Linked DNA regions of Rattus norvegicus: region 2 is linked to region 1. Evidence: chromatin contacts called from public Hi-C data. All regions are on one chromosome and are shown on one strand. Each heading gives the region's core, a stretch centred on a gene start, on an enhancer-like site or on the middle of the called end of the contact. The rest is flanking DNA. Distances are from core to core; before and after follow the strand shown. Region 1 holds the start of Nudt4 (nudix hydrolase 4). Region 2 has its middle 110 kb from the start of Nudt4.

Evidence for each region. Hi-C and Micro-C count contacts between places; a contact is called where the count stands out from the background.
Region 2: a Hi-C map of liver shows a contact between it and region 1, with 2.4 times the contacts expected there. The contact joins the enhancer-like site here to the promoter of Nudt4 in region 1. A contact is called at or near these places in 3 of 12 Hi-C or Micro-C datasets (hepatocytes and liver).

Annotation. Positions count from the first base shown.
Region 1 is chr7:32,088,491-32,094,751 of GRCr8, reverse strand. It overlaps Nudt4 (nudix hydrolase 4), which reads left to right and starts at 3,261. Exons shown (of 5, transcript NM_053598.3): 1 at 3,261-3,754. The coding sequence starts at 3,659.
Region 2 is chr7:32,193,871-32,200,131 of GRCr8, reverse strand. No RefSeq gene overlaps it. Among named protein-coding and RNA genes, the nearest start is that of Nudt4, 110 kb to the right of the region's middle. Within about 2 kb of position 3,876, at least 4 of the 93 cell types and tissues checked have an H3K27ac peak or open chromatin away from gene starts, as enhancers often do. A contact at or near this core is called in hepatocytes and liver, where this site is marked.

The DNA.
Region 1 (6,261 bases), core at 2,012-4,511:
GTTGGGCCTGTCTCAAATAATTACAAGTGAATTGATAATTACGTATGGGAAAGGAGTAGGTGATTTAGACTATTAAGAGTCTTCAGTTTAGCTGAGTGTGGTGGCCCATGTCTTTAATCCCAGTACTTGGCAGGCAGAGGCAGGTGGAGTTCTGTGAGTTCAAGGCCAGCCTGGTCTACGAATGCGGTCCAGGACAGACAGGACGCTGTTCCACAGAGAAACTTTGTCTCAATAAACAACAACAACAAAGTTGTCAGTTTAAATAATTTATTACAATATTTAAGCCCCTTCCATCCCATGTTAAACTCCAAGTCTTCTGCAATACTCTTCTAAACTTTGAGTAGGGGAAGAGGGAGGGACTTGGAGAGCTCTCTGATAAGAATCTCCCCCCTCGCAGTGCATTAAAACCCAAAATACAGGCCTGTAATCCCAGGGAGACTGAGCCAGAAGCCTGAGAGTTCAAGGTCAGCCTGAGCCACAGGAAAGACTCCTTCTTAAAGCAACGATTCTAATCCTTGTTGAGCTGGGTAGTGGTGGTTTGTAAGCACTCTGGAGGCAGAGGCAGGCTGATCTCATGTCTGAGTCTGAGGTCAACCAGGGTCTACAGAGAGAATTCCAGGATAGCCAGGGCTACACACAGAAACCCTATTTTGAGAGACAACAAAAAGTGTTTTGTCCTTTAATGTGTTCCTTTAAATTCTTTGGAACTTCAAAGCGCTTTCAGACTTACAACCTTGTGCAAGAATGTAGCAAATTAGTCTACCCATTTGAGAGATGAGAACCTTTGGGGGCTCAGACACCCAAACATGTAATCGTTAGTACTTGTAGGAGCTGAAGCCAGGACTTTTTTTCCACCAAGTTTAGTGCCTGGAAGCTAAAAGAAGGTGTCTCCTGCTCACATTCGCCAAGTCTCTGCTGGACTTTTTCCCTTTAGCAATTTGGTTCCAAACATCTTTTCCCTTATTCTAGCCCTTCATCTTCTGTAACCAATAAACGAGAAAGGGGATGGAGAGATGGCTCAGTGGTTAAAAGCACCTGCTACTCTTCCAGGTGACCCAGTTTCAGATCCTAGCAGTCACAGAGTGGCTGACAACCATCCTCAGCTCGTTTCAGGGAGATCTGATGTCCTCTTCTGTCCTCCAAGGACACCACGCACACATACGGTGCAGGTATGTACGCAAACATGTAAGCAAAAATTCATACACATAAATGAGATGAACAAATTACCATTCGGTTCTGCCATCCTATTTATTAAGCGCCCACTTCGAGAAGCCAGATCACTGAAGAATTTGAGGAGGGGGAAATTGAATCTTCTTCATCCATCTGAAAGGATTACCTTAAAGCCAGGCACGTGGAAACATGCCTATAACACAGCACTTCAAAGATAGGATCAGGAATTCTAGGCCAGCCTGGGCTACAGGAGACCCTATCTCAAAACAAAACATGATTAAAAAAAAAAAAAAAACACTTTATCAACAGGACTCAAATTATCTAAAAACAGCACTTGTGTATCAGTCCTACTGGAATTCCTGGGTAAATGTATGTTTGTAAACCCTGGACTTCAAGTGGCTTCAGTAAGAACAGCTTGGAAAGTGTCTCTGTACAGACTTGATTTCTAATTGTGGTGAAGCTTCATTCCTTAAACCGCCTATTCAACATTAACTCATTCTCCAAACTTGCCTCTTCTAGGCTCTGGGGTAAAACAAGCACGACAGTTTCAAATCAAAGGAGTGACGTAGCTCACCAAGGCAGCCCTGCTCTCAGTGAAGCCTCACAGGGCTTGCGGTATAAGCTTCCGGTTCCCTCTACAGCCGCATTGCCATGTTTCATTGCTAAGAGCTCTGCACCCTCCCTCTCTGCCTCCCTGACCTTTGCATAAACTCCAGTTCTGGGCTCCTGAGAGTTCAGCTCTTTGTCTTCTCGGCTCCTCCCCTTGCTGCCTTAGCTTCCTACGAAGCTTACTTCTTTCTCCTCTGGTCAAAGATCTCTGGAACCCACTACTCCCACATCAGTTTAATGGGTCATCCTGTGATTGGTCACTATTTCTCTGTTCTTAGGTTCTTATTCTGAGGGCAGGGTCTGACCGGTTTTGTAAGATGCCTGGCACATCGGAGGCCTTCCAGGAATGAAAAACAAACGGATGTGGCTGTCTAAACAGTTTTGTGGGAAGCGGAGCTCCAGTGGGTTGGTTAGGAGTTGGGGTTTTGAAATAGGGTCTCATGTAGACCTGTGTAGTCTCACCAATTCCAAATACATTGGGGAATGACCTTGAATTCCTAATCCTTCTGGTTTTGCCTCTCAAGTGCTGGAGTTACATACCTGGGATTCCACACCTGATTTGGATTAGGAGTTTTCTTGAATTCCAGTGATGTCAGGTCTCCTACCTTCTATCTTGGCCCTCAATGGCACTGAAACATGGGGAGTTGTTCCAAGTGCCTAAGACTGTAAGCTTCCAGACAACAAAAATACCATTGATTTACTGCTGTGGCCTTACTTAGAATGAGATATACACAGAATAACAGCCATAACCCGTGTGCCTGAATGCACTCTGGAGGGTGAACCGAGATGGGGAGGGGGGGATGCTACAAACACAGACAATTGTCTATAGTACATTTCAAAGCTTGAGCTGACTTTTTTTTTTTTTTTTCTTTTTTTTCGGAGCTGGGGACCGAACCCAGGGCCTTGAGCTCGCTAGGCAAGCGCTCTACCGCTGAGCTAAATCCCCAACCCTTGAGCTGACTCTTGAAGAGCACATAAAGGCACCCTCATCGAAGGAGGGAATAGGGGAAGAGGAGAAGGAAGGGGAGAGGAGAGAGAGAACTCAATGAACTTAACCATCCTAGCCTTCGCTAGCGGCGCTAACCGCGAAGCTTCCGTAGTCATGCAATGGCTCCGGGAACCCTGGCTCCAGGCCCCATACTGGGGGCCCGTCCCTAAAGGGAACTCTATCGAACAACTAAAACGGAGGGCCAGGAAGTCTCGGATCGCTTCCCTTCTGTGGCCTTGTACAAAGCACGCCCCAACCCCCTCCAAGGCGACTCGGCTCGAGCACTGGCCGGAGGGCAGGGCAGAGCTGGTAGAGCCCTAGACTTAGGTCTCAAGCCCCGCCCCCGAGCAGGCCGAAGCCGCACCCCTAGCTCCCCACCCCACCCCCTCCCGGCAACGGTCCTGGCACGCAGGCGTAATGGCGCGCGCAAAAGAGCGCGCGCACGCGCGCGCGCGGGAGCCCAGCTTAAATGCGGGCGAAGGGGGCGGCGCGCATCCTTGGCGTCTCTGCCCGGTTTGCGCCGCCGCTTCCAACTGTCTCCGCGTGGCACGAGCCACGAGCCGCGCTCTTCCCCCGGCGGCGGCGGTGGCGGCGGCGGCGGCGGGTGCAAGCAAAGAGTGGCTGCAAGCGGCTGCGGGCTCCATGGAGAGCGGCGGGCGCCCGAGCAGAGGCGGCGCTACCACCGCTGCGCCCGGACTGCAGTGACCCGCGTTCCGCCCCGCGTCCCGGCGGCCGCCCGGCCTCGCCGTCCGTGTCCGCGCCGCCGCCGCCTCCCGTCCCACCGGCTCCGGAGCACCGCGACTTCGTTCGGTCCGACTCCCCGGCGGGGTGGCGGCGGCCGGGTCCCCACGGTGGCGGCCGGAGCAGCGGCTGCAGGAGCCCGGCTCTAGGATGAAGTTCAAGCCCAACCAGACGCGGACATACGACCGCGAGGGCTTCAAGAAGCGGGCGGCCTGCCTGTGCTTCCGCAGCGAGCAGGAGGACGAGGTAAGCGCGGGGACAAAGGCTGGCGGCCGGGCTCCATCCCGCAGCCCCCTGCATCCCCCCGGTCTGCGGGTCACCGGCAACCCTCACGCCCGGAGCTGGAGACCGGTCGCTGGGCTCGCCCATTAGATCGCAGGCTGTTGGTTTAATTACGTTAGATACCTCTTTTTTGGCAAAGCGGCCTCCGCTTTTAAAGTTTCTCTGACGACCGAAAGATGGCCAGCGAGAGATGGAATGAGGCCAAAAAGGACAAGATAGGCCAGAAACCGGGGCAAAGTCGCTCTTTTCGGCCCGGCGATCTCTCGCTCTTCTGGTTTCTCAAGACTGTTCTGCGGTGTGACTTGACATCTGGGAAGGAGCGGCGTGTAATTTTACCCTCCCCACCGCATTGGTTTGATAGGGGCCTTTGGAGTATTCTCTGGGAGGGCCTATTATGTTTAATTTCAGTTATATTCGGTTTTTAAATGATTGATTTTTTTTTTAATCTTGCTCTGGATAGTTAAGTCACTTGGTAGCTGGGGGAAATCTTGTAGCGCTGCCACACCTAAAATGAACTGATAGAGGAAAAAGTTGTCGTTCTGAGTTCTGCTTCTATACCCGTGCCCAGAAGAGCACAAGATGTAAAGCCGGAGATGGGAATTTAATGGCTTCCTTATTGCAAGGCCCAGTAGTTAGCTATGACAGCATACACTCAGTGGTTGTTAACAAAAAAAACCGCGTGCTAGAAAGTTATGATCTTTAAACCGCTCTTGCATTATATTTATTTTTTTTTTAAGAAACAAACAGTTCAGGTTGTTTTGAAACCTTTTAAGTGTTAAACCCGAATCCTGAAGGAACTTCCAGAGAAAGAAAGGTCTTTGAAGCGGTTCTACTTAGAAGAGAACGAAATATAAGGGCTTTTTTAAAAGTGCACAAAGGGAGAAAAGCCAGTAAGCCTTAAATTCAGTCTCTCGAGGGAGGGGTCGGGGGACTCTTTGAAGGAGGCACCGTTCTAGGGCCAGACAAACTAAACATAAAAGCGCGTAGTAGCGAATAGTGACCAAGGATCCTGTCTGACCTGTTCACCGCTCTGTCGGATTTTTACATCGTTGAGCGTTTACAATGAGTTAGGTGCAGCCAGGGGAGGGTTATATTTAATCCTTTTAGCACTTGGGGTAGTACTGGTCAGCCCTGTTTTCTAGGTGAGACGACAGCTTTGAGCAGAAGTACTTTTGTCCAGGATGATAGAATTAGGAAGCCGTCCTTGTAGGGATCTAGTTCCTACTACAGAAAGCTGGCCTCTTGGTAAAGGGGCTCTGCTCAGCAGTCAGATGCCCTGTATTTTGTGAGGCTAAATTTAAAGGCCTTTGTAAGTTACCTTTGGAATTGTGCCATAACATACAGTTGGAAATTCAGGCCCCGTTTTTAGTGTGTGTGGGTATTTGGGGGTGCGGTGGGGGGGGGCTGTATCTCTGTGTCCCTAGGGGAAGCTATGGAGATAGGAGAAATCAAAAGCAGTCTTGATGAGAGCTTCCTAGATGGCCTTAAGAAGGTAGGTAGGTTTGTGTGTGCTTGGAAATTGTTTCTGCTGGGAGTGGTGCTAAAGGAGGTGGCTTTGGTAGAGCTTCCTGTGATCATTGAAGCCCTAGGTTAAATCCTGGGCTCTCTCCCTCTCTCCTGCCCTCCAGGAAGTTGCTGTAAGATAATTGCTACAGCCTGCTTTCAAAGTGAGACTAGTACTTTTAAATACAGTGAGATGAGCAAGACTGGGAGTGTTAGAGAAATCATTATATAAAGCTCTGGCTCTTGGAGCCTGTAGGCTGGGGAGCCCAGTGAATCAACTTGTTAGGGGATATGCTCAGAGGGAAGACTCTGGAATTCTCTTGAGCGCACAGCCAACTTTCAGCATCTGGTTTGGCTCTTGAGAAATTTTACTTCTGTGGTTTCGTACAGCTGAGGCTCTTTATTCTGTGCTAATTACGGATAAACTTAGCAAAACAGTAAGATGTCTAGGAAAGCTACAGATGTCCTTCCCGATGAGATTAAACTACTAGCCTTCCAAGGATAGACACGAGCCGCTTGTCCCACCTCTCCAGCTAATGGGTAAACAGTGCTTATCTGTTGGCTTAAGGAGTTTAGGTCCTGGTTAGAACATTTAAATGTATGCTTCAAGGACGAGAGTAACTTCAAATAAAGAGTTAATTACTGTCTGATCCTAAAAGGCTACAGAGAGCTCCCATTGGCTCACCTGCGTGCTGGGATTATAGGCGAGAGCCTTGATGCCCACCTAGAACGGGCTTTTCTAATAGTAGCGGTTCATAATTGTGCACGCCTTAAATGCCAGCTTGTGGGAGGCAAGAGGGGGTCTGGGTTCAAGGCCGGCCTGGTCTACAGAGTGACAGGGCATGTGAATTGGGGTGCAGAAGTAACTTGTCCCAAGGTCACAGAGCAAGCAGGACTTGTTTGCATGAAGTCTTTTGTTTCTAAGTCTTCAGTGTATCTCTAGTTGTGCCTTCAGCTTCCAGACAAAC
Region 2 (6,261 bases), core at 2,627-5,126, 100 kb before region 1:
CTCCCTCTCTCCTGAGGCTCCTGCCATCGTCAGTAGTCACACACTGGCTCTGAGGAGGACACAGCCAACCCCTTACCCAGTGACAGCGGAAGCAGGGCGGGGAAATGGAAGTGGGAACAAGATTCCCAAGAAAGAGATTTTAGGACCATTTGTCCCAAGTGATAAAAATGAACAGATTAAGAGAAGAATAGCAAAACCTTATGTTTCAGGGACCTAACCAGCAGCCCTTCTGGTGATGAGACTCTAACCCTAGCGGTTACTCTTTCGCTACTTTGTAACTAGCAGACAGGTACCTTGGGCTTCTGAGACAGAGTTCATTGGTTCTCCTTTACCGTCCTTCTCCCTGTGGGATGGTATCCACCACTGGGGAGCGATCTCTGTACTCCTTTATGTAAAACTGTATTTCTGTCATTTTTCCTTGGAACTACTTATTATGAATTCGACTGTGTCCACCAGCCTGAAGAGATACGTTGAAGGCACGCCCTAGCGCCTGTGAGGGCTTATTTAGAAATTACGGTCTTTGCAGAAGAATGAGTTGCGTCACTGGGAAAGGCCTTGGATCTGAATAATCCTTAGAGAAAGACGAAGTGTGGGAAGCAGAGTCAGACATGCACAGAGGAAGAGTCCCAATGTGGAGAGATGTCAGGACATGGAAGTGCCCTGTTGACGGGGACACGGGGGACACTGTCTCCTTTCTCATTCACTTCCTAGCACTGAGCTGCTTCCTCTACTATGGGCTTATACCATGATGCGGTGCCATCACAGGCCAAAGGCGAACCAATCATAGACCACAACCATCAGCCAAAGTAAGCCTTCTGTCCTTGCAAGTCACGAGTCCTGGGGGTTTTGTGACAATTACAGAATGTTTGTTATCATAATTGAAGGAAAAAAACAACTATGCAACAATAGCTGGAGACCTCAGGGTTCTAGTCCATCTGCGTGACAGAGCCATCACATAGAAAATAAGTAAAGAAGGTGAAATATCATGCAGTATAATATATGTATTGAAAAGCTCTCAGGGAGAACTTTCCCTCGGGATGGAGACCCTCTAACTCCAAAGACCAGACTGAGACACCACAGGATGCAATCAGCAAGAGGATTTGGTTTATTGTCGGGATACACAGGCACAGGCACCTGCAGGCGCTTCAGTCACTCGGGGGACTGGCGCGCCCCACGGAACCAAGGATGGGCTTTTATAGGATTTTGGGGAGCAGAAGCAAGCATACAGAAGCAGATGCATGGTTACAGGGATATAATTGGTGGATTCTAATATGGCAAGGGTTTAGCCCGGGGGCAAGTTTCCTAGCTACCTTCCTGAAACATAAGGACTGACTCGGCCCCCCAAGGGTTCAGCCCGGGGGCAAGTTTCTTAGCTACCTTCTTGGAACATAACGGCTGACTCGGCCCCCCCACCAGGGTGTGGGACCTCTCCCGGGGCTTTTCTCATTGTCAGGTGCTCAACGGCAGTCCTCCTGTTGCCAGGCCTTCAACCAAACACATCTTGTTTGGCAGCCGCTGTGTACTCAGTGTTCTAACCTTTCCCTGAACCAGTCATCTTAAGTACAGCCTTGTAAAATGGCGTTACTGCTGCTAAGCTGGGGTCTTTCAGTATAATATAATATTATACAGTAGTATTATACAATATGATATACGTAACACAGGTAGAAAACAGTTATCCCAGGTGCACAAGAAACATTTTCCAGACTACTCTGTTAGAGTAGACAGTATATTAGATCACAAATTCTCATGTGCGTGTGTCTGTGTGTGTGTCTGTGTGTGTCTGTGTGTATCTGTGTGTGTGTGGTAGGGAGTGGGTATATATGTGTGCATGTTCATGACCATGTACGTACGTGCACATGAAAGTCAACCACAGGTATCCTTTATTGATCTCCACCTTATATTTTGAGACAGGGACTTTCACTGAGCACAGTGCTGACCAGTTGGCTAGGCTGGATGGTCAATGATCTCTGAGAGTTCAACTGTGTCTGTCCCTCCCCCACTGTGAACGCTAAGGTTGAAGAGGGGCACTGGGGATCCAAACTCAGGCCCTCCTGCTTGTGTGTGGAACAGGTATTTGTCAACTTTTACCTCCCTGGGTCCTGAGTAGATTTTAAATGATACACTTCGTACAAAGCATCTTCTTTGACTGGGATGGGATGAAATTAGAAATCAGTAGCTTAAGTTCTATATATACATACATATGAAACTAAACAATAGACCTTTCAACAGTCAGTGGGTCAAGTAAATCACAGTGAGATCAGAGTAAGCTTAGAGAAAAAAGAAAACAGAGACAGCGTGAAGTGTGGGGCTGAGAGGGATGCCTATAGCTGTGTTTTAGTTAAACAGAGAAAGGTACCAGACGATGGCACACGCCTTTAATCCCAGTACTTGGGAGGCAGAAGCAGGCAGATCTCCAGTGAGTTCAAGGCTAGCCTGGTCTGCAGATCGAGTTCCAGGGCAGCCAGGACTACACTGAGAAGCCCTGTCTCAAAAAGGAGAGGGGGAAGTGGCATAAAACTAGCAACTAACTTTTATAAATTGTGGAAAAATAAAATAATAAAGAACAGGGATTGGTGAAACAGAGAGTGAAATCTAGCTTAGAGTCTTGGACTGGAGACTTATGATTGCTGAGATACCATCCAAAGAGACCGTCAGATGGAGTCAAATCCCTGTCAAAATCTCAATTTCCTTTTAGAAATTGAAAACAATCATCCTAAAGTTCACGTGAAACACTAGGCAAACACTCTCCTGCTGAGCTCTGTTCCAGCCCCATCAAAAGGTCTTTGACATAGGTGCCAAGATCACTCAGCTGGGAAATTCTTTCCCACTGCTGAAGCACCAGGATACCAAACAATGAAGTTGAATCTTTTAACCTAATAAAGTATTTAAACACACACACACACACACACACACACACACACACACTCAAAATTACCAAAATCACATCATCAGGCCCACCTAAACATAGGCCATCAGATTTGGCAAAGTTTTCATTTTTTTTCTTTCTTTCTGCTTTTTATTTTATTTATTTTTTATTTTGTTGTGGTTTTGTTTGTTTTAGTTGGTTGGTTTGATTTTTGTTTTGTTCTGTTGTGGTTGTGGTTGCTGCTGCTGCTGCTGCTGCTTTTGTTGTTGTTGTTGTTGTTGTTGTTGTTGTTGTTTTGAGACAGAACTTACTATGTGGCCCAGGCTAGCCTCAGATTTGTGGTACTTATCTTGCCTCAGCCTCTTAAATGGCTATAATTACAGATATGAACTATGATATTTGGGTAGAATTGTTTCTTAAAGACAACAGCAGAAGCTGAGAAGTGTAAGGGTGTGTGTGTGTGTGTGTGTGTGTGTGTGTGTGTGTGTGCATTTTAGACTTCATAAAATTGTTGTTTTTGACGGGGTCTACGCTTTAGCCCAAGTCCCACTAAAACTCACTAGGAAGCCCAGATTGGCCTCGAATCTGTGACAATTGTCCTGTTTCAGTTCTCTAAAGGCTAGAGATGAGAACTTTCACATCCATCTTATATTTTAAATATTTGCGTGTCAAAAGACAAGATGAAGCTCATCCGCGTGGTAGATGCCTTACACGTTGGCTCCTTAGGAAACAGGAGACTTATGCGATCTAAGGCAGCCTGGGTTACACAGTAAGACCCTGACCCAAAATTACTTTCAAAAGTACAGCGTTTCAATTTTACATGATAAAAAATATCTTCGTGTCTGTTCTAAGTCCACATGACTATAAGCAAGTGAGGAGAAGAAAAAGAATAGTCTACTTTTTGGTGGTGGTGGTGGTGGTGGTGACTTGGTTGGTTTAGTGTGGTGTTTCGATGTGGTAGAGGATTTTGTGTGTATGTGAGGGTTGTTGCACAACAGAGGGCCAAAGAGATAAAACAGGGCTGCACTAACATAGCCCAGGCTGACCTGAACCTTGCCCTCTCCCTGCACTGGCCACCGAGTGCTGGGATTACATCTTTAAACCATGACACCCATTGACCTGCTTCCTCAGTAAGCAGTCATACTTTGAAAGGGGAGAGGGCTGGAGAAATGGCTCAGCCTCGAAGAGAGCCCGCTGTTCTTGCAGAAGACCCAGGTTTGCTTCTGAGCACTGCCATGGCACCAACGTGTCAGCTTAGAACTGTAATTTCAGTCCCGGGAGATCTGACACCTTCTTCTGACCTCTGCGGCCATGGTACCTGCCTGCCAATGACACAGGCAAAACATCCATGCGCGTAAAATTTTCTTTTAAAAAGTTAAGGTTTTAAAGAAAATAAGGCAGAGAGCAGCTTGTTCCCCTTGCTATGGATGGGTTACCCACTTGGCTGGAGGCTCCCTTTGGGATCCGCTCACTAAAGTTCCCAGCTCCTCTCATTCCTGCCTAACCGCCAGCCACCATCACCAGCAGCAGTGTCAGCAGCCCAGCTCCCTGAAAGCACCCCATTCCCTGAGAAAGCCTGAGAGAGCCTGGCCTCTTTTCTCCCTGGCCCCTGCATGCACTCCCAGGGCTCTGAGCTCTCTGATGTTCCCATGACAGTAATATAAAACCTACTTGTTCCCTCTCTCCGCCATGAGACTGGCAACTTAGAGGACACAGAGATAAAAGACTGGGGTTTCTTTCCTTTTCCCCTCCCAAGTAACAAATAATAGTTTGTCTTTCCCAGCTACCTCAGAGCTGAGCCAGCATCAAAGCCATGAAACCGGCAGAAACCCAAGACAAGCCAGTTCTATCCACCCTGTGTGGGGCCTGGATGTGTGCAGGGTAGAGAGAGTAGAGGGAGGAGCCTTGTGGGCAGGGAAAAAAAAATCACACAGGGTCAATCTAGACTGAAGCACACATATGCACATATCCCCCAAAGTTTCCTTTCTAGCTTTTCCCCGTGATTCTTTTAGCTTAGCAAACAGACAAGATGGGGACAGGGAGGGGCAGAAGAACAACAGAATGAACTTGTCCCACCGATAAATCTTGAGCTCGCTTAGCACTGTCTAGTCTGGAAAGCTTAAGTGGCTAAGACACAGACACGTAGGTGTTCTAAGAATTCATCCGGGACTCTGAAGTCCGATGTTAGCGTCTGCTCTAAGTACATGGGACTGTGTGCGAATGTGGAGGACAGAGGATGGTCCACTCCCCTGAAAATGAAGCCTGTGGTATAACCCTCAAGCCAGATGCTGTGCTAAGAACCAACATAGCCATCGGGGAGCAGTTGGGCCTCTTCTCTCCATCTTATCCATGAGGACCAATGAGCTGAGGTCAGCTCTCCCAAGTCATGACCAAAGGACTTAGATCCGCACCACATCAGGCTACACACTGTCAGCCTCATGTAACAGTGTCTTTCCATGGGGATTGTCAGCATAGCTTTGAAAAATGCCAAGCAACAGACAACCGGAGGTCGTCAGTTGACAATTGTCTCGTGACTCCAAAAGCAGCTATGTTAAAGCTGTAACTTTAGTATGTGACAACGTGACCTTATTTGGAAATAGGGTCTTTAGAGGGAGAGAGAAAAAAACAACTTTAAATGATGTATTGGGTTAGACTGGACCTGATGCAGTCATGGTAAAGATGGGTGGATTTGAATACAGACCAGCACCAAGGGAAAGTAGCCCTGTGTAGACGAATAAGGAAATCGGAGCTATACTGTGTTAGCCAAGGAACATGGAGAAGGAAGGATAGCCAGGGCAAGAGTCCCTCGTCGTGAAGCCCAGCCCCTGGGTTTGGAGTGTCTGGCCTCCAGAACTGTGGAAGAAGAATGCATTCCTGGTTTTGATTTGTTTATAAATAGGCTCTCCAGTGTTGACTAGACAAGCCTCAACCCCCAGGGCACTGGGATTACAGGCGTGCACCACCATGACCATCAAGATTCTGTTTGAGTTAGAGGTACCTTGTGACAGTGACGACAGCTATGGGGTAGCATAACATCCATTTTTCTGAGTCTGAAAAGTGTGTGTGCGTGGGGGGAGGGTTGGAGGCAGTGAGTGAGCGGCAGCTACGGCACCTCGAACTTATCACCGGAGCACACTTCCCAGAAACCACACAGTAGGAAGGCAGAACCTGCTGTCCTCTGACCTGCATGCCATGGCACATGTGTGACCATTCGCAGGCACACATGCGCGTGTGTACACAAGGAAAAATATTATGATGTTGATTTTTTTAAAGTCTGTGCACTGTGTGTGTGTGTGTGTGTGTGTGTGTGTGTGTGTGTGTGTGTGTGTGTTGGAAAAGAAGAAAGAAAAAATCAGGTAAACTTAAGAGAGAGAGAGGAAAGAGAGAGAGAGAGA